2 separate regions of the Mus musculus genome follow, and region 1 is linked to region 2. The links are chromatin contacts, called in public promoter capture Hi-C maps. All regions are on one chromosome and are shown on one strand. The core of a region is the stretch at or near the end of the contact, and the rest is flanking DNA. Distances in the headings are between cores, read along the strand shown.

Region 1 (2,700 bases), core at 18-2,517, 90 kb before region 2:
TTCGGAGGGAGGAAAGGAAAGGGGGAAGAACAAAAAACAAAAGAAGAAAACAATTTTATATTTGATTAACAGATATGCCTCCCCCCGCCCCTGCGCGTGCGCGCGCCTTGCTCTCTCTCCCCCCAACAGGGTTTCTCTGTGTAACTACTGAAACTCATCCTGTAGATCAGGCTGGCTTCGAACTCACAGAGATCCTCCAGACTCTTGCCTTCAGAGTGCTGGGATTAAAGGCATGCACCACCACACCCGGTCGAACTTTTTAGTTTTTAAAAGTCCAATTATCAAGTTTTTTCCTCTGTGATGTTCAGTAGACGTTTCTTTAAAAAATATTTATTTTAGTTTTGCTTTGTGTTGGTTATGTGCACAGAAGAAAAGAAAGAAATCTCAGCGAAAGCCGCTGGGTGGGTAGGGCATGAAATCAACTGTGATTTTGACCTCTGCCTAAGGATGTCATAACTCAGTCTAGGGATTTGGGCTGTCTGCTGCAATTGGTGACAATGAGCAAGGACAGTAACTTCATGTTGGCCTATAGTTCTCTCTCCCAAGCAGAGAACTGAATAGGTCAGCACATAGTCTCCATTTGCTTATTCAGAGGCAGAGTCTCGCTAGGCTGTACAGACTGGCCCTCTCTGCCTCTGTCTTCAGAGGGAAACACACACACACACACACACACACACACACACACACACGGCCACTTCGTTTCATGGGCTCACGTGTTTTCTTAACATTTGAGTGGCTGTGTGACTTTATTTGTGGAGGAAGAAGAGCCAGCCAACTTCTCTTTGCTTGGGCCAAGGTGCTTGGACACAAAGCAAGGAGCATCACAAGCATTTCAAATAACACAGACACCGGGCGGAGCCACAACTTTCTGAGCTCAGATTCAACTCTGCACAGACCTACGCGTTTCCATAGAAGACCCCGCCAGGCTCGCACAAGCTGCAGAAGGCCAGCTGCGAGCCGTGAGCTACGTGCTGCACGCCAGGCTCCGGGAACACGGCTGGATCCCGCTGGCCCAGGGCTCAGGGACTCTACGGCCGCCTTCCAGCACGCTCTGGTCACATCCAGCCCCGCGGTGATCACGTTCCAGGGGCAGGGGCTCGTGCCCCAGCTGCACAGTGGTTGGTCAGGGCGCACGGCCTTTGATTGGTCGGAGGGACCGGTTCACGTGATCTGGCTTTGATAAGCTGCCTCCCGGTTGCCTGCGGTCAGTCGGCCGGCTGGACCGCGGCGCTGCATCCTCTTAAGTACTGAGTGCGAAGTTGCTCAGGGTGCGGTTGTCGCGGTCGCCGCTGCCTCTCGGTCCAATGAGCTGCACCAGGTAGGTTCAGTGCAACTCTGCGCCCGAATGGAGGGGAGCCTGCAGCTGCGGGGACTTTGGGGGCTTTTGTGGTTTTGTCTTCTCTGCAGATGGGAGACTCCCAGGTTGATGGCTGAGTTGAATCGTCCCGGAGGCTTTGAAGGGATGGAATTTGAGTTGTATTTCTTAGCGCCTGTTTTGGGAATCTACATCTCACAGTAGAAACTGCCTTAGTGAGTCAGTTTTAGCTGGGATTCCTTTGCTGAAGTGACTCTGTTGCCTTTGAGCTCAAAGACCCAAACACTTGGGTGCAGCTTAGTTTTATTGATGAGGTAGTTTAGCCTGTGGCAAAAGGTAGAGGATTTTGCATTTCTTCTTTCCCCACTTCCCCTCTCCTGGTTTGTCATAGAAAATGCAGTCTTAGAGTTTGAGCAAGCTATTATTTTTAACTCTTGGCCAGGACTTAGAATTCCAGGGAAATAGCCCACTACTAAAACTTTCTATAAATGCAGGAGTAAAAAAGGAAAAAAACCAAAAAAACTAAAACAAAAAGAAAAACAAGAACAGCTCAACCAATAAAAAACGAACAACAGCTCCATCAACCAGGCAACCAAGACCATCTCACGAAATGTTGCATCTCCAGTTGTAACTTAGTCCAAGAATTCTCCCTCCCCAAATCCTGCCTCTTAATGGTTGTGAGACAAATAGACTTTGAGGTTTTGTTGCTGGAAGTTTGTAATCCTCTCAGAAAAACCCTAGAGCTATTAAAGTGAGTTCAGTATACATTCTTTACAGGCCACTTTGTGATGATGACCATATACAGGGTGCTGTGCTTAGCACTGGTATGAAGAGAATTCTTCAAGCCAGACTATATTTATGATCAAAATATGTTATATACATATATAAACTGTTAAAGAATAAATAATTAATAAAGCCCCAGACTCCAAAATGGCACCTACTGTATTTCATGTTTCTTTGATTTATAAGGCTGACATTGGAGAGGAAAAACCTAATTCTGTAAGTGTGGAATTATAGTGTGGTTCAAGGGAAAGAAAGGCCAGAAAAGTCTTGATGGATGGTTCTTTGTTTGATGCAAACTATTGTTATTGCCTTCCTACTTGTAAATAGGACCTGCTCAACAACAGGAAACATCATAGAAGCCCAAACCAGTAGATGCTATAATTCCATCAGTCAAAGATAATGAACATCTTAGTGTTTTCCTTTGTAGTTTTCAGTATTTATAAATTCATATATCTTCAGTGTATTTTAAAACAGCTCATTTTCTGGTTATCAGTTTTTAAAACTACTTTATGTTGTGTATATATAATGTACACTGCAGGCTACAAGACAGAGCTATAGTAAAGTGGTTATTACTGGTCAGAATGAACAAGTCTGTTATCCCT
Region 2 (2,700 bases), core at 188-2,687:
TAGAAACTTTATATGTTTATATTTTAAGCCCCAGGAAGGCTTGCTGGAAGGACGGAAGGTTAAGCTTGCTGTGTAGAGTGAGACTGTTCCATCTAGAGACATACTCAACAGAGACGCAATGTACTCTTGGGGAAAAATGGGAATTTATATATATAATGCAGGGTCTCTCTTTCCCCTCTGGATTTTATCCTGAAACAGCCCATAGCAGTCTTTTTCTTCGATACAGTTTTGTTCTTTCTAAAAGGAGATGGAGGGGTGGGGGATAGAAGTGGGGTTGAGAGCCCTTAGCGCTCAGAATGTATCTTTAGTTTATACACAACCGATAACATTGTTAAGTAGTTTCCTATCCAGTATTTCCTTTTAACTTAGATTTAGTTTCTAGAGTTTTTATTAATACATTACTAATTTGTTTCCTTTCTTTGCACATTTCTTGACTTTTTTTGGTTTGTTTGTTTTCTGTTTTTCTAATACAGTGTATCTCTGCCTAGTCCTGGCTGTCCTCAAACTCACAGAAACCCTCCTGCCTCTGGCTCTCAAGTGCTAGGATTAAAGGCATACACCAGCACACCTGGAATGTTTTTTTTTAATTCTTTATCCTAGTCTGATGTGATGGTGCCTAATCTCGAGTCTTGGGAGGCAGGAGCAGGGGGATCGGGAGTTCACTTTCATCTTTAGCTATATAATGCTCACCCTGTAGGTTTTAAATTGCCCTGGCTCCACTCAAGGTGCTGTAGTCTCTCGCCTCATAGCATTGGGGGAGGGATTTGAATAACATTCCCAGGAAGGACCATTATGACTTATATTTCTGTTTTGTGATAAAAACTATCATCCTTGGAATGAGTTGGAAGTCTATGGTTGTAAGAAACAAAAGCCCTACCCACGTCCACAGGTATCTTGTTCTGATGAACATACCTGATTGAAGAATTAGTGTGTCTGGTGTATGCTGGTATCCTGACTCAAAACCTTTCTAATTGTCTCCATCAACAGCACTCCACGTGACTCTGGGTAGGGGGGGTCCTCTGACTTCCACATCCTGTGTGCGACATGGGTGGCTTTTCCCTTTAGGTTTCCATTGACCACGGGTCCTCTTGGTCCTCTTAGATGAAACCAGGATAAGAAGGAACCCGGCCAATGTCACTTCATTTCCTCTGAGGCAGATTTAATAGTTGAACTGTTCCCAAGCCATAAAGCAGAGCCAGTGGTGATTTCTGGAATGTAGCCAGTGGTGACTGCTGGGATGTAGCCAGTGGTGATTGCATGGATGTAGTCAGTGGAGTCTTGGAGCACATAGCTGCTCAGTATCCAGCCTGGTTTAAACAAGGTGGGATTTAGGAAGCCGATCTGCTGAGGGCGAAACTAGTAAGAACTCATCACTCTCTGATCACAGATTCATCTGTTTGCTTATTTGTTTATGGAAGGCTTGCATAATGGTTCAGATAGGCCCTGTGAACATTCCTGCAGGCTGCACTGTGTGTACAGCACACAAGATGCTATGTACAAGCACCATATATGGTGCTCTAGGAAAGGCACGGCTTAGATTCCAGTTTGTCCTTACCATTTTCAGTTGTGTGATCTTGGGGAAGAGCTTTCATGTCTTTGTTACTCAGTAGTCAAATGGGTAAGGGTAATCCTTGCCTTAGAAGCTTGCTGGTGAACACCCTGGGGCACTTAATGATTGTAATAGTTGTTCTGTTAAATGAAACGGTTGGTAGAACACTCCTGGGAAGCTATTGGGTGGAGGATGTGTGCATGCACGTGTTCTTGTTTGTGTGTATTTGTGCACACACTCGCATGCATGGGTGTTTGTGTGCATTTCTTGAGCATTTTAAAGTCAAAGCCCAGATAGCATATTTTTTTGCACCCATAAATGCTTTTCAGTTTTTACATGAAGCTGAAAGGAACTTAAACATTAAAATGAGAACTAAAAACCCACCTCTAGGCAATGCTATTATCAAATATACATACTTAATAATTCATAAGTGTTACTATATCCTAGTCACATTCTAACTTCCCCTTTCTTTTTACTTTGTAATTCTGGATGCTTCAGTACTGAGTGTCCTCCAAGCCTCACTTTTCCCCCTGCGGTCCGGCAGAGAATGGTGGCGTCACCCTAGAGCGAGGATTTGCAGGTGAGTGAAGACAGTATTGATTGCACAGCACCCTGATGTTGCCACCAGTGAGGAGGGACTGGGGCTTTGGCCCCCTGCTCCCTGTGTCCCCTGGCTTCTACAGAGAAGGGAAGCATCCTTTGACACACATACTCTTGCCAAGAGTTTATCAGCACCAGGACGCTCAATTACTCTTTACAGCTGCTTTTCAGATCAGAATCCAAAGTTCACCAAGTGTTTACTTTATATTTTACGTAATTTGCTTTTAATCTATGTTTGTTTCCTTAATCTCTGATCTAGTCTATGAATCATTTATCCTAGACTTTTCTCTGCCTCCTCAACTTTCATAATTGTTCTTCACAGGGTTCACTTTTCCTCTATCCACTTTATTTCCTGGAAAATGGTCCATTAGATCCAGGATCTTGATACTTTTAAAAGAATACTTCAAAAGTAGTGGTGAGCTACATCAGGAGGCACCTAGTGTCTCCTTGTTCTGTTTTTTTTTTTGTTTTTTTTTTGTTTTTTTGTGATGAATCAGTGGGTTCAGACATTGCCAACTTGAAAGCACCATTTCTAAAGTTTCTCCAAAACC

Evidence for each region. Promoter capture Hi-C pulls out the DNA fragments that hold promoters and counts their contacts.
Region 1: a contact with region 2 is called in a promoter capture Hi-C map of liver. A contact is called at or near these places in 11 of 39 promoter capture datasets (the 3T3-L1 cell line, 3T3-L1-derived adipocytes, cranial neural crest and 6 more), 12 of 484 Hi-C or Micro-C datasets (the BV-2 cell line, brown adipocytes, cerebral cortex and 4 more), 7 of 130 datasets of targeted methods (cardiomyocytes, embryonic stem cells, hepatocytes and 2 more) and 2 of 9 other capture datasets (liver and pancreatic islet).

What each region holds. Positions count from the first base shown.
Region 1 is chr19:36,735,171-36,737,870 of GRCm38.p6, reverse strand. It overlaps Ppp1r3c (protein phosphatase 1, regulatory subunit 3C), which reads left to right and starts at 1,267. Exons shown (of 2, transcript NM_016854.2): 1 at 1,267-1,318. The coding sequence starts at 1,305.
Region 2 is chr19:36,645,113-36,647,812 of GRCm38.p6, reverse strand. It overlaps Hectd2os (Hectd2, opposite strand), which reads left to right. Exons shown (of 5, transcript NR_033510.1): 3 at 2,048-2,129. Among named protein-coding and RNA genes, the nearest start is that of Hectd2os, 43 kb to the left of the region's middle.